Regions from separate parts of the Mus musculus genome. Here regions 2, 3, 4, 5 and 6 are each linked to region 1. Evidence: chromatin contacts called from public promoter capture Hi-C data. All regions are on one chromosome and are shown on one strand. The core of a region is the stretch at or near the end of the contact, and the rest is flanking DNA. Distances in the headings are between cores, read along the strand shown.

Region 1 (4,680 bases), core at 1,875-4,374:
GTCAGGAAATTTGTAGCTGCATCAGGGTTTATTATGCCACAAAGCAAGAAGCCTATGGACCATCTCGTACTCAGAGTGTCGGTGACCATGATGAACTCCCCCATATCAATATGTCTGTGACATTTACCAACATTCCTAAGCAGACTAAATAGGGCCTAGAGAGGAAGGGGTGACTTCAAACCATCTAAGTCTTCTGGAGTCCTGCTCAGGAAGTAGCCTAACTAGCTCTGGCTCCACATTAACTTCTTATTGGCTAAGAGCGGATCATATGGTTAGGCCTAACCCAATGACTACAAGAGGAAAGGGGATTGCACAATTGGTTTGGATCTGTGTTTCTCAGTCTTGCCTTTGCCTTGCTCTCACCTGGAAGCCTTGGAAAGAAAATTACAATGCCTGGCAACAATGTGTCCGCGATATTCCCCAGTTGTGCCAAATGTATCCCTAAGTGAATGCTACTGTATCAACCTAGTTACGATTCACCACTGCCTCGGAAGCTGAGGCGCATTCTGTGCCACAGGAAGAGCAAACCCAAGAACAAAACCGAAAAAGAGACATGGAGCACTCAGAGCCGAGTCTGCAGCCACAGTTACTGTGCAAACGGAGGCAAGATGATCTGATCTCTTGAGTTCAAGAGTTCCAGACTGGCTTAGGCAACAGACACATTTCAGTTTCCAGAATTTCTGTGACCGTGCCCTTCTAGGAAAAAAATGAGGATGTGTGCCACCTTTATTCCACCACACCAGTTTTATCATGGTGTGCAGTAGGCTCCAACTTGCTTACTTGGTACTCTTCCATCCTGAAATACGCCATCCTGAAAGACAGGAGTTACGTATATAGTCTGCTTAGTGTGTCTAACTTTGATTACTCAGGAAGCTCAATCAATATTTATTGCATGAATGGATAAGGAACCAGGTAAATGAGTAGGAAATGATCATGAAGCATTTCTCCAGCATTATTTGCAAGGTAATAAACAAAGCCATGCACACAGAATGCACTGAACGCTTTAATTACTCCTTATAAAGGAGCCACTTCTTTGCTTAATTATAACAAAAGCATCTCACAGAGACTAATTACTCGTCCAATACCACACACACACACACACACACACACACACACACACACCATCTCACAGAGACTAATTACTTGTCCAGTACCACACACATACACACACTCACACACACACACACACACACACACACACACACACACACACACACAGAGAGAGAGAGAGAGAGAGAGAGAGAGAGAGAGAGAGAGAGAGATATCAGACTTCTATGTATATAATAGCTGTATATAGGTATCACTCTTAGATTTTATAGAGGAAGGCAGAGAAGGAGAGCCACCCATGACACAAGGATGGACTTGAATAGGAAAAAAAGGAACCCACCTCTCCTCAAAGGTTAGAGCATGGAGTGGACTCTTCCGTTCATGAACCGGAAACACCACACTACTCCAGCTATGGCTACATGTGATAAGCTGTGATATGTGCTTCAGAGCTGCCTCTGCCATTTACAGGGAACACTACCATCTACTATCCACATTCCTGGAGAATCAGGGTTCCAGTTCTGGCTTATGGACTTCATTGTCTTAGATCCAAGTCATTATCTGGCCATTTTCCTCACACCTGCCCTCCTCTTTGCCCTATCTGGCCAGTGGAGCTATTCCTCACTCAGCTCTTAATTCTAGAAAACCTGGAGGACTCCCAAGATGCCTCCTTCCCTTCCCTCAGTTATATCCAGTTGGCCATTGAGTTTTATGGATTTGATTTCATAAATCTGTGATCATTCATCCATTAAATATTTATTGTGTGCTGTGAGTATACAATGACACACTGGATTAGACACCCCCAACCCCCAGGTTCAAGCAGTTTACCCTCTTAGTGGGGCCATCTTGCAAATGAACAACCCATTCTCCAGCAGAGCAAGAAAATGGTAATAAAAGGGTAAGTCGAGTTCTGGGAGGGAATACTGGACAGATACATGGTTGGTTCCTCTAGGCTCCTGCGGGACCTTTCTCTTGGAAGTGCCCAAGTGGAGGTGTGAGAGATTTGGACCTTGTACCAGGTGAAGGGAGGTGGGGGTGGGGAGACGCAAATTTCTGGAAGCAAGAACAGAGTGAGTGGCTGTGGGAAATCTGACAGTTCACTAAAAACCTCCCAGCCCATCTGCTCAACTTTCCAGCCAGGTCTTGATCTAGTAATCACACTGCCTAGTGGCTTTGCACTCAAGAAGAAACAGGCCAGCACTGCCCTCTCTGTCACTGAAGCTCTGCCCTTCAAGTCTCCTGTCTTCTGGTCGGTCATTCAGGGAGTATTTATGAACGCCCGATCTTTGCAGGCACTCTGTTAACAGCAGTCTCAATGGTGCTTCCACTCTTCAGGAGGTTTTGAGCCACTAAAGATAGACCATGGGGGAGCAATTCAGGAGTGCTGCAAGCTGACACGTAAGGTGTTAACGACCCTTTCAGGACCCATAAGCTTTGCTGTCCGCTGCTCACTGGGGCCTCCAGGCCCTACCTGCTGGTCCTCTCGGAAGGATGACCCAGTGTTCTATTAACTGCCCGGAATGTCTCCTCCCCTCGCTCAAGGCCACTGCCCTTCTCCGGCCAGCTCCAACACCGCGTCCTTCTCGCGTGGCCACACTCATCTGCGCGCAGCTCCGCCGAGGGGGCTGACGCGCGCGCGCGCGGCCAGGCAGCTCCTGGGGGCAGACGCCATCCAGCCTCCTCGGCGCCTGGTGACTACCCTAGAGCAATCCTCTCCCTAAGAGATCCCCACACTCCGGCCAGAGAGCGCACGCCCGGGGTGACAGCTCGGCACACACGTGGGCGCAGCCTGGAAACCGCGGGAATCCTAACCCATGGGGACCAGAGGGAACGGTCTGCTGGAAGACCTCGGTCGAGGGATCTTGCTCCCCGTCCGCACCCCTCTCTGAGCCCCAGAGGGGACGGGCGGGGACAAGCCCTGGCGGGGCCGCGCGCTTCCATCGCCACTGCCAAGGTCCTCGCAGTGGCGCGGGGTGGCCGGAGGAGGGGCCGAGGGCGGGGCGGTCGTAGCCTCCACCACTCCCGGGCCCCCCCGGTGGCGGAGCGCCGCCTCCCCGGCCGTCCTCCCCCACCGCGCGCACTCTGCCCGCCCCGGAGCCTCGCCCTCCGCCACGATGAGCAAATGAGCGCGAGCGAGGGCATGAAATTTCAATTCCACTCTGGGGAGAAAGTGCTGTGCTTCGAGCCTGACCCTACCAAGGCGCGAGTGCTGTACGATGCCAAGGTGCCGCCGCGGGGGGAACAGGGAGGAGATGCGGGACTGGGTTCGAGGGATGGGAGGCAAAGGGGCCAGCGGAGGACAAGTGGCCTGGAGTCCTGGACAGCCACCAGGGCGCGCCTTGGCCTGCGTGGAGCGGCCCGGGACTACAGGGGACGCTGGCGAGACGTGCTGGGCGCGCGACTTCCCTAACTAGAAAGGACCCGTGATGCTTCCGCTTCCGGCCGTGTCGCGTCGCTTACGCGCGGTTGCTAGGCCAGGGTGGCGGTTTGAGCGCTGGGCGCCAATCCCGGCGACCGGTGTAGGAGGACTGTCGCCTGAGGCCTCTGCTTTTGTAACGAATCTGTCCTTGTCCCACGCGGCTTCTCGCCACATGGGCTCAGTAGAGGACACCTTGACCAGTTTCCCCACCCACATCTTCAACCTGGTCCTCAATTATTCCCAGCTGTCAGTCCCGAACCCTGGTCAAATTTAGGATTGTAGTCCTGCTGGGGGGGAAGGGAGGGGCTCAAGGTTGCTCTGTTGCTTTCTAAAGGATTGGTGGGAGGCGAACAGAGCTAGGAAAGAATCGCATCTCGCCTGTATCCAGCTTGGTCAGCCCAGGCTGAGCTATATCTTGCGGTTGTCAGTTTTTAAGTGGAGGACTGGGCACCTAAGTGCTCCAGAGCCCAAAGAAGGTAAAAATTCAGCGCGCTGGGGGTCGGGGCGAGCATCGGTGTTTCCAGCCACCAAGGTGAAGTCCTTGGTGGCAGAGACAACTCGGAGCAGCACCAGGTGTGTTTTTAGCCATGTTTCAGCAGTGCTGTCCAGTGGAACACCCCAAGGTCTGTGCTGGATTATGTATCTTTGGTTCTTCCTGAAACCCTTAACTCTGTTTACCTCCTATTGCTATCCCTCCAGCTTGCTCTATCGCTAGGAGATGGAAGGATATACGTTTCATTTGTACCAGCTATCACCTTAGGGAATGCATGGCTATTAAGGGGAGGGGAAGGGTTGTGGAAGTCTCTGGCTAGCTAGGCAAGACACTGGACAAGGCAAGGCCCAGGTGACTACAACTCCCAGAGGTCTCAGGGCTGTTCTCTCTAGTCTGGGCCCTTCGCTAATGACAAATCTACCGACCAATGACTTCAGAAGTTTCACCCGGTCTCAAACTCAAGAGACCAATCCTGGGTTGGTTGGACGGATGTTTCCTATTTTGAGGCAACCACTCGGGCAGAAGAGGAAAAAAAATGTTGAAGAATGTTACGACCCAGCTCTCGATCTAAAGGGGGGAGGGATGAGTACTTTCTTATTTCTTTAAGAAGGGACTGTGATCTAGTTCTTTTTACCAAACTTATAGTAATTTTCGGTTTGCTGTGCCACGCGTGAGTAGTATTTCCTGGTTTCAGATCATCGATGTTATTATCGGGAAAGACGAA
Region 2 (4,244 bases), core at 169-2,668, 1.3 Mb after region 1:
ATGAAGAAGAAAGTAGTTGCCATACTAGAAATCAGGATTTGTGTTAAACTCTCAGTCTCACAATATTGACTTCTGGTTCCTATAATTGAACAATACAATTTGGCTCCTCCTTACCACCACGGAGGACAACTCCAGTTCCAAGGACTCCAATGCCCTCTTCTGACCTCCTCAGGCACCAGACACACACAGCATATACAAACATCATGCCTTTATGCGAAACAATAATACACATAAAGGAAAATAAATACATCTAAAAATGTTTGATTTTCAGTATTTAATAACATAAATACAGATGCGTGTTTTAACATAACAAGCCCTTGGCAAATGTGGTCTACCTGTAGTTGCTATTTTCTCAGCTAACTAGGGATACTAATGCAGGCCAGCATGTTAACTCTGGTTATTATTAAGTGTTCTCTGGATGCTAATATCTGCATCTTCTTTCTTGGTTAAATTATAGGTATATTAATAACTTTAAACAAAGCTACAATAATTTAAGCTTGTCCACAAAAGGCTTCTATTATCAGTACAGGAGGGAATACTTCTCTTAGGGACACTCTGAGAAGCAAATAATTCTTTATATTCTCCAGAATGGAAGTATTGCTGATTTTTGGAAACTAAAGTGAGGGACCCAACTGGTAGCTTTAATACCACTCAAAAATCAGTGTCCCTTCAAACTGGACCAAAAACAATGCAAGATAAATCTTGACTCATTTCGAAGATATTTATAAAGCAGTGTCTCTCAACCTAAACCACACAGCCCCCTCCTGGCATACTCTCGAGTCTGTAGTTATCAGAAGTAGAAGAAGGCAGTGCTGTTGATTTCTAGAGAGATAGGGCACGAATGCTGCCAAACATCCTACAATATAACAAAATGTCAAAATGTCAAGATTGTCAATAGTGAGCTGGCGAGAGGCTCAGTGGAGAAGAGCACTTGCAGCACAAGTCTAAAGTTTGAATCCCCAGGACCCTAGTAATGTGATGATGATGGCAGAATGTCTCTAACCTCAGTACTATGCAGGGTAGAGATAGAAGGATTTCTAGGTTTAGTTGACCCCAGTCTAGCTTCAGATTCCGTAAGAGACTCTGTCTAAAAAGGGTACAGTAGAGAGTGACAGGGTGTGTACTTGAAATCCTCCTCTACACTCTTCACACACATGTACCTTCACAGATAACACGCACACACACACACACACACACACACACACACACACACACACACACACACACTAGTGGCAAAGTTATAAATCCCTGCTTTTAAACAAAAGGACAGGTTGCTTTATCAGGTTGTTTGGATTTAGAAATGTTGCCTCAACTCTAGTGATTAAAAAAAAAAAAAAAAAAAAAAGAGGAGCCGGGTGTTTCTGCAACCCCCGTGTGGTGTAAGTTAAGTAGTCATGCTCCTTCCTGCCCTCCTCCCACTACCCAGCCTCAATTTTGTATTTGGAAAGCCCAAAGCACGCAGCTCAAAGGCTCTGCGAGTCTCGGTTTTCTGTTGCCTTCTCTCTGTCTCAGAGGACTCCATCTATAGAACCACTCTATGCCTTCAAGAAAGGTATTTTAAACACTGGGACACATTTCGATAATTTCAGTAAGTAGATGTACGTGCTGTTACAAGGGAATGGGGGTGAGAAGAGAAGGAATCCAAACCGTAAGCCAAAAAATGTTTTAGAATGTAATGAAAATAATGTTGTAGTCTAAAATGTCAATTCGTCCAAGACAGATTTTCAGTCAGATTGGAAACAGTTTCCTGGAGTCTGACTTTCTTGTATCTAACTTTAATGAAATGAATACTATATGTATTCTCAACAGCACATTTATAAAACAGTGTTGCCAGTGTGTCTTTGCTGCCTTTCAAGTGTCACATTGGATGTCTCTGTTTCTCACTGCAGATGTCCTTGGCTCCCTTCTCAGGATGATCCTGGCCTATCTCTGACTCTCTTCTCCTCCACCAGACCTCTTGATTCCATTTTGAAAGAAAACTGAAAATGGTAAGAACAGTTTATGGAGCCTGATTTTGTCATTGCTCATCTTTGTGCTAAGAACTGGCAAGAAAAGTATTTAGGAATTGTTCAGGGATGAAGATGTAGCTCAGCAGTACAACACTTGCCCGTAGTCCCTGGGTTCCATGCCCAGAGTGTTGTTTCCTAGGAGAAACTGCTTTGTGATGTTTCATAATCAAAATGAATCAATGTAGTATTTCATAATTTGGGATTAGTCATTGTTTGCTCTGTCCAACTTCTTACATGCTCAGTACATACTGTAGTGAGCAAGAGTAGATGTTTGAATTGAGAATTTTAATTTTTTAAAAAAAAATTCTCCAGTTTGATCTTTAAAGTCATGCAGGCCCCTAAAGTGACTTAATGTGTTTCCTACCATATGTTGCTATCTGAATGACTGTACAGAAAGAATGGATTCAGGAGACATGAAGAACAGGGATTTGGGGGACGCCCCCTGCTCTACTGCTGTCAAAGATGCTCAGAGTTTGCAATTAGATGAAATGGGGTTTCAGGGATGAGCATGTCCAGGGTAGAGGCCTCAGGATGCACTTAGACTCAATTCCTAACACAATCAGAACACATGGGATTTAAAGCAAAGGGTGGGCAGCAGTCAGTAGATGGAAAAGTACTAAGAGGAAATTTCAGGCATATGGTGTGTGTGGTGGGGGGATGGGGTTCTAGCTAATTTAGTCTGACAGAATTCTTGTTGGAGGCTGGCCAGGATGCCGCAGCATTTCCTGGAGGAAGAGGAGAGTCAGAATGCTCAGATCCAGTGAAGGGCTGGGGCATGGAAGATGTAGGGAGGTTAGGGGTGGGGTGTGGTCATAAGCCAAGGAAGGGTTTTTGATAAAAGGACTTAGCAAGATCACTGCTTGAGCTGGGCAGAACAAAGAAGGCATAAAGCCCCCATTCCAAGGTCTAGGGCTCACAGAAGCCTGGCTGAAGTTCAGGCAAGCCGGGTCTGACCATGCATGAGCACTATGCTCTCTCCTTGGTCATCTTACAGAGACACAGTGAAGCTCCATACATCGTTCAAAACCTTTGCACATGGTCATTAGGTAGACCAAAATCAGACAAAGCTTCTTCTGAAATGATTTTTTTTCACCCACGCTAGACTCAATCAAACGGTATTCATTAGCAGCACACTGTGATTTCCAGATCATCACTTTGGCCCCAAACTCAGTGTCTAAGACCTGATGATGCATTACCATGAGACCATACTAGTACAAAGGAAGCAACTGCTTTGAGTTTCATTTCCTAGAAACTCAGATGTCTATTTTAATGCATGCACATGACCACATCTGTCTTTGCCCCTCTAAGAGTGGCATGCTAGGAGGATGGTTTAAAAAAGGAGTTTAATTCATTGGCCACTTACTGTAAGTCAAGGCTCGTGCTTCTGTTTTGGCCTCAAAGCTGGTCTGAGGCACAGGTCAAGAAACTGAGGCTGGAGAGTTTAAAGAGAGGACACAGTCCTTGAAACCCACATCCTGAAGCTGGGCCTCTAAGATTGCTCTGTTCTTCCAAGACCAAGCTTAGCATGCACTTTCACCCAGTGACACTCAACAGATGTGAGCTTCATTGGGATATCAGTCTACAAACTAAGGGAAAATTGGTATACTTCTACATGAAAAATCATAAAAACAATTTCCAAAAGAAGTACTAAAGACCCAAACTAAGGGGAAATCTGTGTACTTGTACGTGAGAATCCCTAAAAGCAATTTCAGAAGAAGTACAAATGGCCCAAAAGTAAAGAGAAAATATCCAGTCTTGGCAATAGTCACATCATATGCTTTCATCTGGAAATTTCATTTCTAGAAATTCTAGTTAAAGATTTTCTTGTAGGTGGTGAACTATTTACCAAAATAGTATATGCAACAAGACAAAGGAAAACTGTCTCACCAGAGGAAAAGGTTTCACCACTGTGGGGCACTTACTAAATGAAATGTTATAGAGTCATCAAGTCAGATTTTGAAAAAAGAAAAGAGTAGTGAATAATTGAAGAAGATACTCACAATGTAATTTTAATTTAAAGACAAGGCAAAGTTATGGGACAGTAAGGGCAGTTTGTTTTCTGATGTTTTAATGCACATACTAGACAAGTGCTGGATGCTTACTAAATACTGGATAAAATTTATGGTTATGGTTTATACAAATAATGTGCTATATACCTTTATTTTGTAAAACAGCCATGAATTATAACCATTTTAAAGATCTAAATTTTTATTTATGCATTATTAATTTATGTGA
Region 3 (4,634 bases), core at 119-2,618, 1.3 Mb before region 1:
TGTTAGAACACATCTATTAGGAACTGTCAGAGGAAGGGAGAATTCCAGAAGGATAAGTTAATAGTCTCAACCATAAACCAGATGAGTGGAATATTTAATTACATAACATCAAGAAGATTTAAATGGTACGGCCAAGTTGAAGGCAGATGATAAAATTCTCACCAAACGAGATGAGGTCAGACTACTCTTCTGGCTTCATTTCATGTCACTCTCTTAGCCTTTGAATAGGCACAGCAGAGACCACACGTCTCAAAGATGACGGCTCTTCAATGTCATATTTTTCAGGTTTTTCCTCTGAGGCTATTTGGAGATTAACGGTGATGTTTAAGGACAAGAAGAATAACCGAAACAGGAGATATTGATGTAAAAGAAATTGAGAGCATACTGTGAAACTGCCACGATCTTCTCGAGTGGACTTCCATGTAGAGCGTACTTTTCATTACAGGTCAGTTGACAGTTGCCTCGGAGATTCACAAACACTGTGTGCGATAGAATCAGCTGGGGATCTTTCCCAGGAAAACTCTAGATGTCTGGGCACATCCTCTGGCATTCTAGTTAAGGAGCTGCCATTGGCAGAGCCACAGTAATTTGCATTTGAACGAGCAACGCACGTTTTTAAGTCTCCGGGTGATGAATGACTAGTATGGTCGGGACCAGCATTTCAAATATCAATCTCGCTTTAATCTTTAAGTCCATGGACATCTGTCATGCTTGAATGTCACTCAGACCCTTTTGTCCCTTCTTACCTCGATGGAACTCCCCAGGCAGAGGCCAAAACTCAGTCCCCACGGAAGCAGAAGAATATTCATATCTCGTGAAGCACATCAATGATAATAAAAGATAATAAAAGATAATAAGAGAAAAACGAACGTGCACGTAGATGCTTTGAAAAGGAATCAACGCTCACGGAAACCAAAAACAAGTGTCCTTTGAAAAAAGGAAAATCGAACGGTCACGACCGCCGCATTCTCCTCTGTCACCACCGGGTGGCGACAGAGAGCACGCCGGGAAAAAACTTCCTCCAAGGGGTCGGATTGCCCAATTTCTTCTGTAGCTGTTTTCTGTCACATAATTGTCTACGAGTTTACCTCCAAAACTTATTGATTGCATTCCCGTCTGTGTATTTCTTCTTTGAGTCCTTTTTTGTCTGTGATTTCTTTATCTCTAAACTGTTTCTTTTCAGGTCTGTGTCCTCTTCTGCAAAACGAATCTTACCGGAAATTAGATAATGCTGCTGATTTTGCTGGCTGTGCTTTTAGAAACTCAAGATTTCTTGGCTTGCTTCGGAAATGAGCTCAGCACCTCAGTTTTAAAGAAAAGAATCTGAAAATAGCTTCTTGTTCTCCTTGGTGTGCTCCAATGGTTTTACTTCTGCTTTCCCCTAACCCGGCTCCTGGGCTCAGCGCTCTGCAATCCAATCTCACTGTGGACTCCTGTCTCATCTCTGTGCCTCTGAGGCACCTGTCTGGTGTGATAATAGAATGAGTGGAGTACGGGTCCTCTTAACGACTGACTTGTTCCAGAACCTCAGAACTGAAGTTTGCCAAAAGCTATGATGCCAGGCAGACATCGGCAATACTCTTTTCCCGTCCCTCGTAATGAATAAGAAGCCTTCTGCAGTCTGTGGCGCTGAGGCACAGGCCTGGTTTCTGCCTTCCATCCGATCCAAAGCAATTCCAGATTCTTCCAGGATGTTTTTTAGGCACAGGCATCGGAACTGCAGGCATGCCCGTATCTCTTCAACCATGCCTGTGCTTCCAGCCACAGTTGTGGCATTGCACTTTCATGCCATTCCTGCTTCACCGAAATGCTGCTCTCATTTCACTCTTCACCGTTGGAGTCCATGTCTATTAATGGTGTATGTCTGCAGCGGAGTGAGTGCTACAAAAGATGGACTCTACCTATAATCATGGCCCAAACTGGAATACCTTTTATTACTATCCTCTAGCTCCTGAAAGGAAACCCCAGGCCGTGAAATTCAAGCTGCAGCTGAGTAAGGGTAAGTAAGTACGGTTGCTGCAGAGGTATGAAAAAGTGCCACTGCAATCTGAAGATGGACTCTTAGCGAAGTCCACATCGGCACCTTGGGAATCTTTCAGTATGCTACCTTCCATACCAAAGGAACTTTGTAGATGTCTAGGTTAAGAATCTTAAGGGGTTGGGGTGGTCCAGGATCGTCTGGGTAATCTCTACATAATTCCTAAGGTCTTTATGACAGAGAGACAGGACGGTTCATGTCAGTGAAGTAGATAGCAGGATGAAGACAGAAGGCAGAGTGCTAATGACTTAGTTGTGAGCCAAGGACCATGGATGACCTCCAGAAACTTGACAAGACAAGCATAGCTTACTAACATTGCCTTTAACCTATGTAGCCTTTAGTACAGTGAGACTGCTCTCAGACATCAGAACAGTAAGATAATCAATAAGAAGGTTCTAAGCTACAAAGTTTTGGTAATGTGTAATAGTACGATAGAAACCATCATAAGAAGAATACGTAACCAATTAAACAGGAGAACAGAGGCTTTTTAAAAAAATTTTTTGAGCTACATTGCATAGATTAACAAATATACCAAATGTAAATTTCTTACACTTCCAGATTACTAGACCGTTAAATTCGAGAATTTATCACCACAAAAATAAGTGTTTGAGGTGATGAATATGTTACTTAGCTTGATTTAATTATTATACATTCTATTCATGAACCACAGAATCATGTCGTATCCACCAACATGTACACGTATAACTTGTCAATTTAACATTAAAACGATAAATTTTCTAAAGAAATTTATGTGGGCATGTAGAGTATTGATCCTGGCATGCAACCACTTGACAATAGCAGATTATCTTCTTGGAACATAATAGCAACTAACCATGGCAGAAAAACAGGCATCTGAGAAACTAGGAGACGAAAGGAATGAGAGATGAGTCCACATGATGAAAGAAGATGCACTATGCGGAAGTATATTCTCAGTAGATTCTAGGTGGACACTTACTGCCAGAGGCATTGAGCAAACATGGTGCCATGCTATTGGGAATTTTAAGAAATATGAATAATTCTCTTTCGGTTCTTCACTACTCTTTGTCGAGTATTTTACTACAGCAACACAAAATGGACCAAGGCAGGTAGTTAAGAAGGGATTATGACGAATGCAGAGAGTACGATTTGTTTTTAACTTTCAAAGCTGTAGATGTTGGAGAGAAAGTATATATTCTTCAGGTGAGAAATACAGAACCTTTTTATCAAGGAAACCATACCTTGCCTTCTTTAATCTTTGTTCCAATAATTTGTCTTCGTTGCTGAATGATTTCAATGAGAAGATCACATTCTTCTGTCAGTTTGGCTTCTTGACGGGATGCATTGACCTACAGGATGAATAAAATGGCATTCATCTGAATTTGATCTTAGCCATTCTGAGTGGCTGTGAGGTGGAATCTCAGGGTTGTTCTGATTTGCATTTCCCTGATGATTAAGGATGTTGAACATTTTTTTTCAGGTGCTTCTCTGCCATTCGGTATTCCTCAGGTGATAGCCCAAAAACTTAGAATACCCAAGATACAAGATACAATTTGCAAAACACATGAAACTCAAGAAGAACGAAGACCAAAGTGTGGACACTTTGCCCCTTCTCAGAACTGGGAACAAAACACCCATGGAAGGAGTTACAGAGACGGAGTTTGGAGCTGAGATGAAAGGTGGACCATCTAGAGACTGCCTTATCCAGGGATCCATCCCATAATCAGCTTCCAAACGCTGACACCATTGCATACACTAGCAAGATTTTATCGAAAGGACCCAGATATAGCTGACGAAATCCAGGCCCATCCATGTTCCTGAAAATGTGAAGACTCCATTCTTTTTATGGCAGAATACAATTCCCATATGTGGATATACCATATTCTTAAAATCCACTCTTCTGTCAAGGGAACTTTAGGTTGATTCTATATCTTAGCTATTGTAAATAGTATAGCAATAAATATGGCTGAGCAAGTATCTCTATGTTAGGATATGGAGTCCTTTGGGTACATGACCAGGATTTGTATAACTAGTTGTGTGTGTGTGTGTATTTGTATAACTAGTTGTGTGTGTGTGTGTGTGTGTGTACCCTTCAAACTGAGCTTCATTGTGAATACACTACTTTGCATTGCCACCAGCAGTGTATAAAGGTTCCTTTCACTTCTGTATTCACACCAGCATCTGTTGTTGTATCTAATAGGACTTTAGAAACATTCTTTTTTTTTTTTTTTTTTTCCTCATTGGACCATGTCTGGCTGAAGTGAGTTAGCCACCTACAGGCTTTCAAAGCAGAACTTCCCGATTCATCCTGCCAAAAGGATATACTCATTCGAGAGATGGCTTCCTGTTGGTACACAGAAGGAACACTGAAGTAAGCCTGGGACAGGATAAAGCCAATGTGTCAGAGACAGGAAATCTTACTTCTGAGTATTCAGGGAGAAAGGAGCATTGCTCAATGCACTAGGAATTCTACAAAAATGGTTACCCCCCCCCTGAGATTACACAGCCTAGGAACCATGCTGGCCCTCAATCAGTGCAATTTTGAAACTGCACCGCTGCACCACTAAACAATTACACTTTCCTTTTAAGGCTGTTAACCTTTCTGTCTGGTAGTTTTAAA
Region 4 (4,547 bases), core at 1,257-3,756, 1.1 Mb before region 1:
GCACTTTAAAAATCAGAAGCAATCATGAATTCATGTGCCTGCTGCGAGCTGCATCTAAGCTGTCATGTGAAATCATGACAAGGCTTCATTGGATCACCTCATTTTCTAAGGAGGTCATTCCATTATGTTACAGCCTCACCGTGCTTAAACAATGGCTGTGAACTCCAAATCCATAGTGTTACATAAACAAGTCAGGGAACATTTCCCGGAAATGTGAGTCATTCACTTCTGAATACAGAAATAAAAAATAACCACATTTTTTTCTCTCTCACTTAAGGATAACTTCACTGAGACACTGGAGGTGGCAAAGTTCCATCAATAAATCCAGCTGTGTCTGTATTTGAGCCCCAAAAATCTCAAACATGGGAACCAGGCTGCAGCTAATCAAAAGCTCCAATTCTTTGTATCCACAAGTCAAGAACACATTTATCCATTTTCAGAATGTCTTACCAAGAAAACATTCATTCCTCTGGGGATTTGGGTTTTATGGAAACAAAACAAGACAAAATAATGTTATACTCACAAAGGGAAATTTTGCAAGTATCTAATATTTAAAAAATAATTTAGGTGCTGGAGAGTTGGCACAGGTATTACCAGATCTTTTGGCTATTGCAAAGGGCTGGAGTTTGATTGCCAGTATTCACACAGAAGCTTAGCACCTCAGGCACAGGAGAAGCACGTGGTGTACACGCAGATGTGCATGCGGTAATGGAGATGTACATGCAGACAAAATACTCATACATATAAATTAATAAAATTAATTTAAAATATATAGTCTATGTAAAATGGTTCATATATAAATCATAGTGAATTTTTAGAAAAATTATTCATTTAGGTGTGTGTAGTGTGTTTCTACATGAGGATATATGCATGTGTATAAAGACGTGCAAGCATGCGACTTTGCACACCACTTTGTATACAGAGAACAGAGAGCATCAGCTTCCCCAGAGGTGCAGTTACAGGATGTTACTGGACGCTTCACTTGTGGAGTGAATACTGAGACCTAAACTCTGATTCTCATGATTTCTAAACAAGTGCTGGTAACTTCTGAGCCATGGTCTCAGCATAAAAATAATGCAGTTTTAAAAAATATGTGCTTTATTAAATATGAGCTGTGCCATCCTTACTGTCTATGTGCGTAGAAAACCAACTGTTGCAAAAAAAGAAATAGTATAGCCAATAGCAGAGTGCCCAAATATGTCTCTAATTCCGTACTGTCTCATGTTTTCTTTTAATATGTCCTATGTTTCATTCTTAATGAAGCAAGTAAAGGGTTTAAAATCCAGTCTGGATTTTTCTTTGTGTATACATTTGTGTGTATGCATGAATTGTGTGTGTGTGTGTGTGTGTGTGTGTGTGTGTGTGTGAACATGCACTTCAAGTATGTGTGCATGTGTGAGTTGGAAGCTGAGGCTGGATGTCTTCCTTAAAAATGGTCTACCTTATTTTTGAGACAGGGTCTCTCACTGAATCTGAAGCTTTCTGATTCAGCTAGACTGTCTGTCTAGCAAACACCAAGGTTACTACTGTCTGTCTTTCTGCTTAGCACTAGGACAGGACTACAGAAACACATTGCCATACCCAACTTCTACATGGGTTCTTGGGATCCAACTAAGATGATCAACAAGCATTTTACCCTATTGAGCTATCTCTCCAATCCTCTGGTATATATTGATACACTTCTTATTATGGCTAAAGCTGTATAAGCAAGACAAATAACAAATTATAAGTTCTGAGAATTTTATTTCAGCCTAGTACTAAGACAGATTTATCACTAGATCAGAACCAGTAAGTTGATACCATCCAAATAATGACTGAGAAGCATTGACATTCTCTACAAAGAATATTTTAGCATTAAAAAAAAAAGACATCTCTGAAGAAGCCAACAATATAATAGCGTACAAGGGCAACGCCAGCAAATGTTAATCCAAATTGTGCACTCATAGCAGAATTAAAGCAGAAAAGGTGCTGTTTCCAATTGTGTGGCTTTATGATTCTGGATAAGAGTAAAGGTGAGTGATTTTAAGTAGGGAGTATGAAATTAATCAGCTGTTTCTTTCACTGAGAAAAAGAGGAACGGTGTAATAGCTACATCTCACTAAAAATTACAGCCAAGTCTTATTGAATTGAACCACTGTCTGGCAGAATTTTTAAGAGATAAATAAAATTGTGAGCAGCAATTGGCTTCACAAAAAGATGGCATAACAGAATCAGGTCCAAGAACAGCAGGACTGACCTTTGCCCTCCTTCTCCCTGTTCTGAACTGCAACGGACTCACATGTTTTTAAGTTGAGCTTTCTGGTCCTTGTAACCACCATGCTTCGACACTTTGGCAATGTGCTGACCCACATTTTTGGTGGCCAAACTGTGGTTAGTGTGGGCAGGAGAGCCAGGAACTGCTGACTAATCCATTTCTGAAACTTGTGGTTACACAGGAACCAGTGGGCAATGGTTGGATTCATCTGCTTTGCCCAGAGCGCACGATGAAGTGGGACTGGAAAGTGATGCAATTAGCCAGAGTTACCCAGCTACTCTTTGATCCCAGTGGAATGCTCTGAAGAACTAAAGTAAAGAACCAAGTCTGCAGGAGAATGTCTGTTTATGTAACGCCTGTTAAGTGGCACAAGGAAAAGCCACGCGGTTTCCATTTCATCTTTAGGATTTCTAAACTCTGCCCTTTGAATTATCAAGGACTACCTCATCAAGGACGTCTGTCAATGCAACATGAAAGAAAATTGGCCTTAACTGCCAAGTTAAAGGGGATTTTGCAATTTCTCTCCAGGCTCCAAAGGGCATTGTCTTTCTAATACCTAAAGCAGTGAATCTTAAACTGGTCCCTGGATCATCAGTCCCAGAAGAAGGGAGGAGGGAAATGGATAGAAATGCAGACTCTCCGGCTCCAACCCAGGCCCGGGGAATCAGAGCTCTGTGATTTGGCGCAGAAATTTAACAAGTTTCCCATGTGATAGTCTTGCTTGCTCAACTTGAGGAACAGTGGTGTAAAGAGTCTGTGTCGAGGTGATTCTAGGACAATGAGAAGCATTGGCCTCCTCTGGGAAATATGTGTCACCAGAAATACTCCAACTTTGTATTTTGAACATGAACTCATATCAGGTTACTTTAGCTGAAGGAAGTATGTGCTCTGTTTCTTCAAATTCCATTACTGGACTTATTCAGATTTGAATTTCAGAAAGCTTTTCTAAAACTTAAGGTACAACATATAAAATTTTTATTGGATTTATATTTATATTCATTTATATTATTAGTGTTTCTGAAGTCATCCTTTGTTTATTCGTTTATTCATTTATTCATTTCTGGGTAAATGAGATGTTTATTAGCACCTCATGATAACTGTTTTCGCCTTCATAGTGCCAAAGGATTTTAGAGGTAGGATGGGTCTTCTAATTCTTCACCATTTTTTACCATTAAAGAAATGCCAATGAGAAGACAGTATGTAAAAGAGCTTACAAAAACATTCTCAGGAGTTAGGTGGGAGAAGGCTTGCTAATCTCTGAATTCCTCGACTTGAATCTGTAAGTGGAGGCCATAACTCACATATCTCTTCTCTTCTCCAGTTTCACATATTTCTTCTCTTCTCCAGTAACCCAGTTTTTGGAACAATGTTGGCCCCGTTCATAAATGATATGAAATCAAATGTGAGTTCCTTTTCCTTTGCTCCTAGAAAAGTGGATAGGGTATTTTTTTCCTAGCTGTCCATAAGGGATGGATGAAAATGAAAATTTATGTTAGTTTATATTAAATAATAGATTATTTCTTTTAAGCTAATGACCTAGTGGCCTATGATTGTGTCAAATAGACTCTACTAACAAGATGCCCACAACAGTGGTCAGGGATTATCATCTCCGAAATCTGTTGAAAAGTTTCTTCAGAGATGTTTATATAGCACATGCTCATTACTATGTCTGCCCCAAGCCAATTTAATTTAGTACTTTAAAACGGACTTAGGTTATGATATTTTAAGCATCTTGCACAAAGCAAGATTTATGCTCTTGGGTGTGACTTTGGGTCTTCTACTGCACCCAGTTTTCCATAGGTCTGTAGAAGCAAAAGACTGTTTCTTTATGCATTGGAAGTGCAAAGTGGTAAGCCCACTCCTACTCTCTTCTAACATCACCAGGAATGAATAGGCAGCGTGTTTCCCATAATTCAGCAATAACTGGGCTATTATTCTTTAATGCTTCAGTTTATTAATGTAACCACTGTGTCATTCCTACCATGCCCATGTAATTAAATTACCCCATAGACATTTGATATGGTGCTCTCAATCCCTACAAAAGCTCCACATTTCTATACCCCTTTGTGAGTCCCTAATGAATGGGTGGCACAGACACTTCTGTCATCCATGTTCACTCCCTGTCCTCTCCTGACTGCTCTCCTGTATCGTGGAGGGAGGCTTGTTTCTGCAGAAAAACTAGGGACTGTTAAAAAGAGGAGGGTCATGTTTCAAGTGGCAGCAAGCTTGAGACATGCTATCACCTTCCATGTTCTTTGTTCAGCTAAAGCAGAGGCTGCCCAAATTAAAATTC
Region 5 (4,295 bases), core at 353-2,852, 1.2 Mb before region 1:
TGAAAGCACACACACAGTCTTTCATGTGCTTTTTTCTGTACTCCTGCAATTTCCCAAGCTCGTCCAGAAGAGCAAGTTAGCGAATAAGAAATGTGAGGGCCTTTGCTCCTGACCTTTCATGCAGGGCCTCTGCTTTACCTCTGCGGCAGTGAAACGGAAAGTCGTAAACCCCTTGGCCCAACCACTCATGGGAAGGTTTACTTTCGCCTAAAGTGAACACTTTGGGGTGGGGCACACCCAACTCAACTGGAAGAAAAAAGAGAAGAGGTTTTCCGGTGACAAAACAGATGCTCAGTTTCCCACCCGGAGTTACTCCGCTCTGGCAAGAGTAACTAGCATTCCTCCCCGGGAGTCTCTGTCCTTCCCAGTCACTGAAAGGCTTTTACTTTTGTCTTTCCCTTGTGAGTATCGATCTCGGCAATAAAACATTGACGTAAGATTTTTTTTTCCAACTGTGATAGAGTTGTAAATTACACCCTCTTCTAGGCTTTGTAATCCAGTCTTTCCTTTTCTCTTTTTCCTCAACGGCAAAGCTATAAACCTCATAAACTTCTACCTAAGTTGATAAGGAATTGTATCCCTATGCCCTAGAGCGACGGAAGAAGCTGCTGGCTTGGAATTCTTCACAGAGACACACTCAAGACCGGTCTCCCTTCAGTACTTCCGGGACTGTGTTCTTACGTCCAGCAGCAACACAAAATACAACTCCTAAAGTGCTAGAACGGTTTTTAAAAAAGTCTGTAACACCCCCCTCCCCCCTCCCCGCGCCTGCCTCCGCTGGAAGTGCAGCTTGTTCCATCCAGACTGCTTTCGCCTTCTCAGCCTCGGACACACAGTAAAGTGCTCAAAACGTGAAAGCAAAATAAGATAAGAGTCCCAGCGTGCTTCTTTGTCAGACTGTGCAGTTGTCTTTATTCTAACCTGAAGCATAATAGGGTAGAGGCTAAAAGCTTGAGATGAATCCAGCACAATACATTCCAGAGGCCCGCAAACTGGAATTGATTTGCATATTCCACAAACCGCTCTGAACCTTTTACAAAGACTGCCTGACATCAGCAACCACTCTTAGAAGCAAAAGCTGGCGCGGGTAGGTAGTAAGGACGAGGCAGTGGGGTGCCGGCAGGTGATGTGCTTTCTAAGGTAGCCTTAGGAAGAGAAGGCAGTCCCCTCCTTCCACCTAATGGATCTGCTGGAACGCTGCGTTTGATCACTCCGCCCGCTCTGGGAGTAACAGGTCGCAGGGGCCCCAAGCTAAAGCCCTCCTTCTGTGGCTGGCGCCAGCACAGCTACAATCACAACCCCCAAGCTTACCTGCCTCATGTTTAGAATTCCATGACCCATCCGGCAGGGAGCAAGCTGCTCGGAAGCGCACCCGCAGGCTTCCAAGCGCAGACACCAAAGCCGGCAGAAAAGCCCACAAGACAAAAGCAACTCGGTCGAATCCACAGGCAGCAAAGAGCACGTTTTTCGTCCCCCTCCCTTTTTATTCTTTGATCTGCTTCTAGACGCTCTCTACCCAAGACAATGTCAAGTTTCTCAACCTTTCCTTTTCCAGCCTATGAAAAGTCGGGCGCAGGCTAGCGAGGACCGCCTGGCTCTTATTTCAAATCAGTTCACAGGGACGTCGTAGGCGGCGGGCTCCGGTCGCGGAGAGCCTCGCCAATCAGGAGCAGTGGGTGGACCTGGGTGCAGGAGAGGCTGCCTTTACCAGGATTAGGGCAGCTTTCAGGAGTCAAATGACTGGAAGCAGCTGGATGTTGTGTCAGAGCTCCCCAAAGTAAAGGATGAGTTCTATTCTTGTCTAACAGACTGCATCTGCTCAAAGCTTAACTAGCTCCGGGCCTTAAACCCTTGCACTTTAAGAGCCCCTTAAAAGCATTAAAGCATTTTAAAGGTGAAGAATGATTTCAGCGAGAAAACCTCAACCCTCAGGACCCAAAGATATTTTTTAAAGTGTATCTTGTTCTAGATACCTAGTTTTGTAAAAACAGTGAAGGGAAAAACCACACTGCTGTAAGTATCACTCTAACTGAAATAAGCAACCAAGACAGTTACCCACCTCGTCTTCACATAAACTCTATATCCAACCTAAAGAAGCAAATGTTAATGGGACTGAGCACACAAACATTTTGAAATACAGGACTTGAGGAAGAATCTTCATCGATGGTGACTGAAAGCACAATTTCAGATAAAACATCTCCTAATTAGAACAATGAATACAGAAATTTAGTTAATGAAACTTCTTTTTACATAAGTGTATGTACCTCTTTGAGTGTTTGAGTTTATCAGTGCTAAACTGGTAAGCTCACTAATTTATATATATATACAAAAAATATATATATACAATATATATATATTCCCAAACAAGTGCTCACAGTTTGAGGATAATCCAATATATATATTAAGTTTTTGCAGTATTAGTAAATAATAACAGATAAAATAATGATTTAGTGGTTTCAGGAGTGCTGGAGGTGTGGTTCAATATGTGTGAGCTTGGCTGAGTTCTCTGAGATTTTGGCAGCAGGGCACCAGCACCTGGGAGTCCATAGCTCTGCCTCAGCTCCCCACTGAGAAGTTTTAGAGTCCCCCTAATCACACCAGCTGCCCTCAATCCATTTATTTGTTCTTCAGAGTCATTCACTATGGCCTAGACCCAAGCTTGTTTAGCCTTTTCACATGGTGATACCTTACTAAAACAAATCACACACACACACACACACACACACAAAACACACAGATACACACAACACACACACTGAGAGAGAGAGAGAGAGAGAGAGAGAGAGAGAGAGTCCTAATGTTTTAAATACATTTATAATGTTGTGTTGCACAGTATTCACAGTCATCCTTAGCCACATGCATCCTTAGGGTCATGGGTTAGGTTGAACAAGGTTGGGTAGATGAAGGCTTCTAAACTTTGAAATTACTAGCATTTGCAGACAAATAATTCCTCACCATGGACCTAGCTGTTCAGTGTGTTGTCAAATATTTAGCAACATCAGGACCTTTGCCCACTAGATGATCATAACTGATTAATATAATATAAAGATATCACTGGATGTCTTCTAGGGATCAAAACCAATGTTTGTTAAAACCAATTCTAGTTAAACATGTGAGAATGCTCATGCCCCTGGTCTAAGAGAAACTGATTGGGTTGGTATACCAATGATGCTGGGAATCCATACTTTATCCCAGTGCCAACGGGCTCTGATTCACTTTGAGGAAAGTCTGCATCTACCACTGCCCTAGATATATCTTAGCTCAGGATGCACTTGATGTTGGATGACTATGTTTAGATAGGGGGAAAACAGGAAGCAATCTGGATCTAGAAAGAAAATAGGCCCAAGTATGGAGAAACTTTTAGGTAAGAAACACCCAACTAATCACTCGTCAGGATTTGAAATAAATTAAGCTTAATGTTTCATCACTTGGAAATTAAGCATTAAAATACTTCAACTTATTTCCCTTCATTTTTTTTAACATTTGTTTAGTGTGTGTGCCTCCTGAATGCAAAATTACATATGTATGCTGCAATCCTGGGCTTCAAGTTTAATTATAGCTTACAACTTAATAATTCTATGCATTTAAGAGGTAGAAATATCTTAACAGTTTCTGTGTTAACTGACTAAATGTAGCTGATTCTTTATTCTTTTCCTTTAAAAACTTTGTTAAGACACTCATCTTTTGAATTTAAAGATGGATTTTGTTTGATTTCTTTTGATCTGTGTCTTGAAACAGGGATTTGTTGTGCTGTGTAATCTGGTCTCAAACATCTGGGCTCAAAGTTGCCCCAGTCTCCTGAGCTCTGTAACTTTAGGTGCACTATATTGCAACCACCTAAAAAGGTTTTTTTGTTTTTCCCACACCTATTCTCATAGCATTTCTGTCCATTGGCAATTAAAGCCCCATCTTGACTTAAGTACAATCTTCTTCTGCGCCCCAAAAGTAACTTGGCTACATTTTTACTATGATTTCATATCATACTTGTAAGAGGAAAATTACTTAAAAGTTGTTTTGCTTTTACTGAATGCCATCCCTAGATCCTGAGGTCATTGATGACTATGTCAGTCAGAACTCAGAGAAACAGAATCTAAAATGCATATATATGATTTCTGATATAGAGAATTTTTTCAGTCTTTTATGACTGCAGAGGCACACACTCCTAATATCCATAGGTCAATTGGCAGGTGCTAACCCTGTAGTACATTGAAGAAGGATCTTTTTTTTTTCTTTTTCAGGGAAACCTCACCTTTGTATTAAGGATTTTAATTGACTGTATGGGCTCACTTATATTA
Region 6 (4,702 bases), core at 1,624-4,123, 1.3 Mb after region 1:
TACCTTGTCAGGAAGCCTGAAAGGCCTCCAGGGAAAGTGCATACTGAGGAGGCAAGGCCAGAAGGTCACTGATTCTTTCCCTGGGGTCATTGTGCCCTGAGGGGAGATATTTAACCGCACTTTCACTTGTCAGAACCTGTAAAGAATGACTACTGGTTTCTTGTGGATTGAGCCTAGGAATGCTTCTAAGTATCCTACATGCACAGGAGAGCCCCACAACAAAGAATTACCCAGTCTGTCAGTTGAATGACAGTTGGAGGTCAAGGTTTTTCCACAACTTGCCCCGTGTGGATCAAGGACAAAGGTGCTTGGGAGAGAAACTGTTCACCCAAAATCTATAGCTGCTCTCTTAAGCCTGTCCGTTGCTCAGTGTCGGCTTCGTGCTCAGTTTGTAACTTAGGATGATTTTTGTTGACTCCCATTAGTATCCCCATCAACTGTAAGCACAATTTGCCCCTTGAACACTCAGCATTCAAGGACAGTTCCTCAACAACCACACTCGTTGTCAGGACAACAGGGACATTTCATCTCGTGCTATAGAAAGGTCAAAATTTAATCTTAGCTTCTAGAATCTCATCTATGAATTAACCTCCAGATTGGGTACTTTAACATAGTATTTTATGCTTCATCAGTTTTGTTATCAAAGAATCCTAGGCTCCCACACTGATCAGCAACTACTTGCCTCCTGATAAAAGTATGTATATATTTAAAGAAATGCAACAGTTGACAAATTTTGCCTATGAGACAAATATTTAAAGACAGAAAAAATTACAGTAAAATTGCTGATGATAAATTTTATTAAGGTGAGTTTAAGTATAGTTAATATAATTCAGTCAATAAAACTTTTAGACATATGTTTGGATATGAGTGTAAATCTCATCTCTATGATAATTTATTATGCAAATTTTATTATAAAATACAGTTATTTGCTACTGAACATGTGGGATGTTTTGAGAAATACGTAATAAGGTTAATTCATAATCATGTAAGCAATGTAGAGTGCACATAAATGAACCAAGACAGCGGAACATCATTAAGCATTATAATATTAATGGTGTGGTCTGTCATCTGAATCTTTATGCAGCATATACTGGGTGTAGCTTAAAACCCACTGTAGGTAGATTGTTGCTGCTGCAGTTGTTTTTGAGACAAAGTCTCACTATATAGTATAGGCTGGCCTGGGATTCTTGGTCCCCAAGCCTCAACCTCCCAAGTGATGAGATTAGTTATATCATCACCTTGGCTCTTTTAAGAAATACAATAGGATATGTACATCTCTGTCAGCAGAATGAAAAGGAACAGAAATGCAATGGGAGTAGCGCTTTGGAGAACCACTGGGGCAGTCAGTGGAGTTTCAAAGGAAACCCTTTCATAAATTCAATTTGCTTGGGTTTGAGGAACCTTAGGGGATTGGAGAGACACAGTTTCAACAGGCCAGCTAGCCTTCAACTGAAAGACCCGCCTGCCTCTGCCTCTGCCTCTGCCTCTGCCTCTGCCTCTGCCTCTGCCTCTGCCTCTGCCTCTGCCTCTGCCTCTGCCTCTGCCTCTGCCTCTGCCTCTGCCTCCAGAGTGCTGAGATTAAAGGCTGACACCTTTGCAGAGTTCAAGGAAGGGCCCAGAAGCAAATCCCCCAAAGATACGGTCAATCTAAATACTCTCCCAAACTCCAATCACACAAGAAGTGCCTTTAGAGTGGGCTACAATTCAAGGGCAAGTAGTCTTTGTTGTATATGGCAAGCCAAATTTCAGTAGACAGTGGTAGAGCCCAAGCAACTATCTGGCCAGGTTAATCTGTCTCTGAAAGCTTTTAAGAAATGTAAGTCAGGATCACTAGTGCTCCACTCGTCCAGGAGCTCAGGATGAATCTCCTTTCCTTAAGTGTGCTTTGTGCCCAGCGATTGGCGATTGGCTCTGACACTGCATTAGCTACTTCAGAAATGCTGAGGTGGGGGTTGAGGGCAGGGAAAGCAAAGGACTCTGGGAGAGGGGGGTTGGTTGCCGCAGCAGGGGTGGGGGTGGGGGGTGGGGGAGTCTGACTCTAGAGAATCCAAGGGACAGGAAGTTGTGAAGAGAGCCTGAGAGCCAGCCTATCTACATAAAAACGAGGACTCAGAAGGAATTGGTGAGAGGCAACTGACCACTTGAAAATACGCTTTCCTCTTGTGGCCAAGCTTAGGGGTCAAATGGTGGCTGTCATCAATGACTCCTTTACAGAGCAACACACATTTAGGAGCTAGACGGTAACATGTTCAGGTTTTGTGGACCAAGAAGCAAAAGACAAGAAAGAATGTGGGCATTTATATAATAAGAAAAAAAAAAAAAACCAAAATTTTCAGCTTTTGTTGAAAAAACTGGAAAACAAAATATTTGAGCTAATTTTGTAAAATATACATCTAAATTAAATGACAGAGAAAGAGAATTCTTGTTGGTGAGAAACCCTTTTCTTAGTCCATCTTCAAACGTAGTCTATATCACCACTTCAAGTGCAAACATGCTTCACTCCCGTGTGCAAATACAAACCGATGTGTGGGTCTGGCCTATGTAGACACGGTGTGCACTTGAAGCCCAGGTATCACCTCTGGGTTCTGAGCTTCCGGGTTGAAAGGCTGCTCCTGGCTGTGAGGCACCACATGGCCCTTTCCTGCAATGGCTCACTGTGCCCACTTTATCTGGTTGGTTGACCTCCCCATTTAAAGGCAAGTCAGGAAGTCCTATGTGGAGCCTGGAGCTCCCCTACGGAGCAACTGTACTTGGGTGCTTCGGGACCACCCAGAGCTTCAAACCCAGATGCCCAGCCTGCGTGGGCAGAAGCAGCCTCCCAGCACCCTCCAGCGACTCTTCAGCTGCTCCTCCTCCCTCTGGCTCCTCCCCCGGCCCTCCCCTCCCCTAGATCCTGCTGCTGCGTTTTCCCGCTTCACCAGCAGCCCAGGCCACCGCAGCAGCAGCAGCAACAGCCGCAGCAACGGTAGCAGTAGTCTGCATCGCAGTCCCTTTCTCCTTCTCCAGCGCGCTCCTCAGTCCCCGGTCACCATGCCTAACATCGTGCTCTTCAGCGGCAGTTCTCACCAGGACCTGTCGCAGCGCGTGGCCGATCGCCTGGGCCTGGAGCTGGGCAAGGTGGTCACCAAGAAGTTTAGCAACCAGGAGACCAGGTGGGAGCCTCGCTGGGGCTGAGGCAGGGGCCAAAGCATGCCCAGGCCAGCTCCGCGGGCGTCATGCTCTCCCTTCCGGGGCGGGACGGCAACAACGCGGCTGCAGAGCCAGGGCGGCTGCGCCAGGGGAGAAAGAAGTTCAGCAAGGGACCCCCAACCCCCACCCCCAACCCGGGTCACCCTGGAGTCTCTACGCGTATCCTCTGGCTGTTAACCTTCTGGTGGCTGGGCCTCCAATACCCGGACATCGGCGACCTGTCGACCCTTGGGCACCCCAGGCCCCTCTTTTGCACCGGCTCGCCTGGTGTCTTCAGTCCGGAAGGACAAAATCGGGGCAGTTACAGAGCGTCTGGGAGAGTGGGCGCAGTCTGTGGGCATCACTTCGGTGCCGGGAATGGTGGGGGCGGGGAGACATCGGTGGATCCGCCCGCCCCAGTTTCCAACTCTCTGCCAGACAGAAACCCAGAATCCTGCATGGTTGAAAAGGCTCTGCACGGGTCCTGGGCACTGGGTTTATCCCAGGGAAACTTTCGAATGCCACTTCCAGCCGCTGGCGATCAGAGTACTGCCAGCTGCTCAGGTGACTCTCCAGAGCAGCAGGCTGGCCAAGCGCTGCCTTATCCAGAAAGGTGGGTTTGTGCGGGAGTTAGGCAGAGCGTGGGAAAGCGAGACGCACGTGTTGAGCGCTCGCACCCTTCCTTTAAACTTTGTTGCATCTATCATTGCGAATAGCTTCTTTGTGTTTGTGGAGCTTAGCTGCGCACAGCAACAAGACCCCAGTTTGTTCAAAATTCCACCGGTTTCTCACATTAGCAAAAGGTGCCACCAGGCAGGCGGAAGCTCTCCTCAGCTTAGACTAGGGATTCCTTGTCCTACTTGCCCAAAGCCAATTTCTTTTCCCGAATTCTATTTAGCACAGTTAACCAACTATACAGTGCACAGTGACAGATAACCGTTCTATATTTAGTAGCGCACGAATTCATTCCGCAAGTTTTACAGAAAAAAAAAAAGTCATTCTCCGTATTTACAAAAGTTAACTTAGAAACGGATTGTAGACACAAACGTCAAAACTAAAACTGAAATTTCCAGAAGGAAGCACAAAATCTTGATGATGGAATGAATCGAGAATTTGGTTGTGAGATTAAGGGCATTTTTTTTCCTTTTGGTTGTTTTATTTTGGTTTGGTTTTCGTTTTCTGGGACAGACTTTTGCTATGTATTTAGGCTGGTATTGAACTCACCCAGGTAGTAGTCCAGGTAGGCTTCGAACTCACAGGAGAACCCTTGTTTCTACCTCCCAAGCATTAGAATTTCGGGTGTGTGTGTCATCAGACCCAGTTAGATTAATATTGATGACAAAGATGATTTTTTTCTAGAGGTTATGTGAATCCCGTGTGACCTTTTCTAGGTGGTAAACTCCATTTACACAGCTTGGGTGATAATAGAAGAAACCTGTGGACAATTCAGGTGAAAGAACTGCCACTTTGTTTACTTATTGACATTACATCCTGATTGAAGTCCCCCCTCCTCCAAGCCACCCCCTAAAATAAA

Evidence for each region. Promoter capture Hi-C pulls out the DNA fragments that hold promoters and counts their contacts.
Region 2: a promoter capture Hi-C map of pre-B cells shows a contact between it and region 1, with 4 times the contacts expected there. The contact joins the promoter of Tlr7 here to the promoter of Msl3 in region 1. A contact is called at or near these places in 2 of 39 promoter capture datasets (cranial neural crest and pre-B cells) and 3 of 115 datasets of contacts at active chromatin or transcription factors (astrocytes, embryonic forebrain and embryonic hindbrain).
Region 3: a promoter capture Hi-C map of erythroid cells shows a contact between it and region 1, with 13 times the contacts expected there. The contact joins the promoter of G530011O06Rik here to the promoter of Msl3 in region 1.
Region 4: a contact with region 1 is called in a promoter capture Hi-C map of liver, with 2.2 times the contacts expected there. The contact joins the enhancer-like site here to the promoter of Msl3 in region 1. A contact is called at or near these places in 5 of 39 promoter capture datasets (the 3T3-L1 cell line, cranial neural crest, liver and 1 more) and 2 of 115 datasets of contacts at active chromatin or transcription factors (astrocytes and large pre-B cells).
Region 5: a contact with region 1 is called in a promoter capture Hi-C map of pre-B cells, with 3 times the contacts expected there. The contact joins the promoter of Mid1 here to the promoter of Msl3 in region 1. A contact is called at or near these places in 5 of 39 promoter capture datasets (the 3T3-L1 cell line, hippocampal neurons, liver and 1 more).
Region 6: a contact with region 1 is called in a promoter capture Hi-C map of pre-B cells. The contact joins the promoter of Prps2 here to the promoter of Msl3 in region 1. A contact is called at or near these places in 8 of 39 promoter capture datasets (the 3T3-L1 cell line, the C10 cell line, cranial neural crest and 4 more), 3 of 484 Hi-C or Micro-C datasets (the G1E-ER4 cell line and embryonic stem cells) and 6 of 115 datasets of contacts at active chromatin or transcription factors (the SCID.adh cell line, astrocytes, embryonic forebrain and 2 more).

The regions. Positions count from the first base shown.
Region 1 is chrX:168,672,316-168,676,995 of GRCm38.p6, reverse strand. It overlaps Msl3 (MSL complex subunit 3), which reads left to right and starts at 3,124. Exons shown (of 13, transcript NM_001370791.1): 1 at 3,124-3,268; 2 at 4,651-4,680. The coding sequence starts at 3,167.
Region 2 is chrX:167,327,745-167,331,988 of GRCm38.p6, reverse strand. Tlr7 (toll-like receptor 7) reads left to right here and starts at 1,418. Exons shown (of 3, transcript NM_133211.4): 1 at 1,418-1,552; 2 at 1,890-1,988. The coding sequence starts at 1,986.
Region 3 is chrX:169,975,651-169,980,284 of GRCm38.p6, reverse strand. It overlaps G530011O06Rik (RIKEN cDNA G530011O06 gene), which reads left to right and starts at 1,368. Exons shown (of 2, transcript NR_029457.1): 1 at 1,368-1,999; 2 at 3,495-4,634. It overlaps Mid1 (midline 1), which reads right to left. Exons shown (of 10, transcript NM_001290505.1): 4 at 3,256-3,363.
Region 4 is chrX:169,792,985-169,797,531 of GRCm38.p6, reverse strand. It overlaps a transcript of Mid1 not described here. Among named protein-coding and RNA genes, the nearest start is that of Mid1, 84 kb to the left of the region's middle. Within about 2 kb of position 2,506, at least 35 of the 459 cell types and tissues checked have an H3K27ac peak or open chromatin away from gene starts, as enhancers often do. A contact at or near this core is called in liver, where this site is marked.
Region 5 is chrX:169,876,926-169,881,220 of GRCm38.p6, reverse strand. Mid1 (midline 1) reads right to left here and starts at 1,602. Exons shown (of 10, transcript NM_001290505.1): 1 at 1,312-1,602.
Region 6 is chrX:167,380,920-167,385,621 of GRCm38.p6, reverse strand. It overlaps Prps2 (phosphoribosyl pyrophosphate synthetase 2), which reads left to right and starts at 2,873. Exons shown (of 7, transcript NM_026662.5): 1 at 2,873-3,152. The coding sequence starts at 3,031.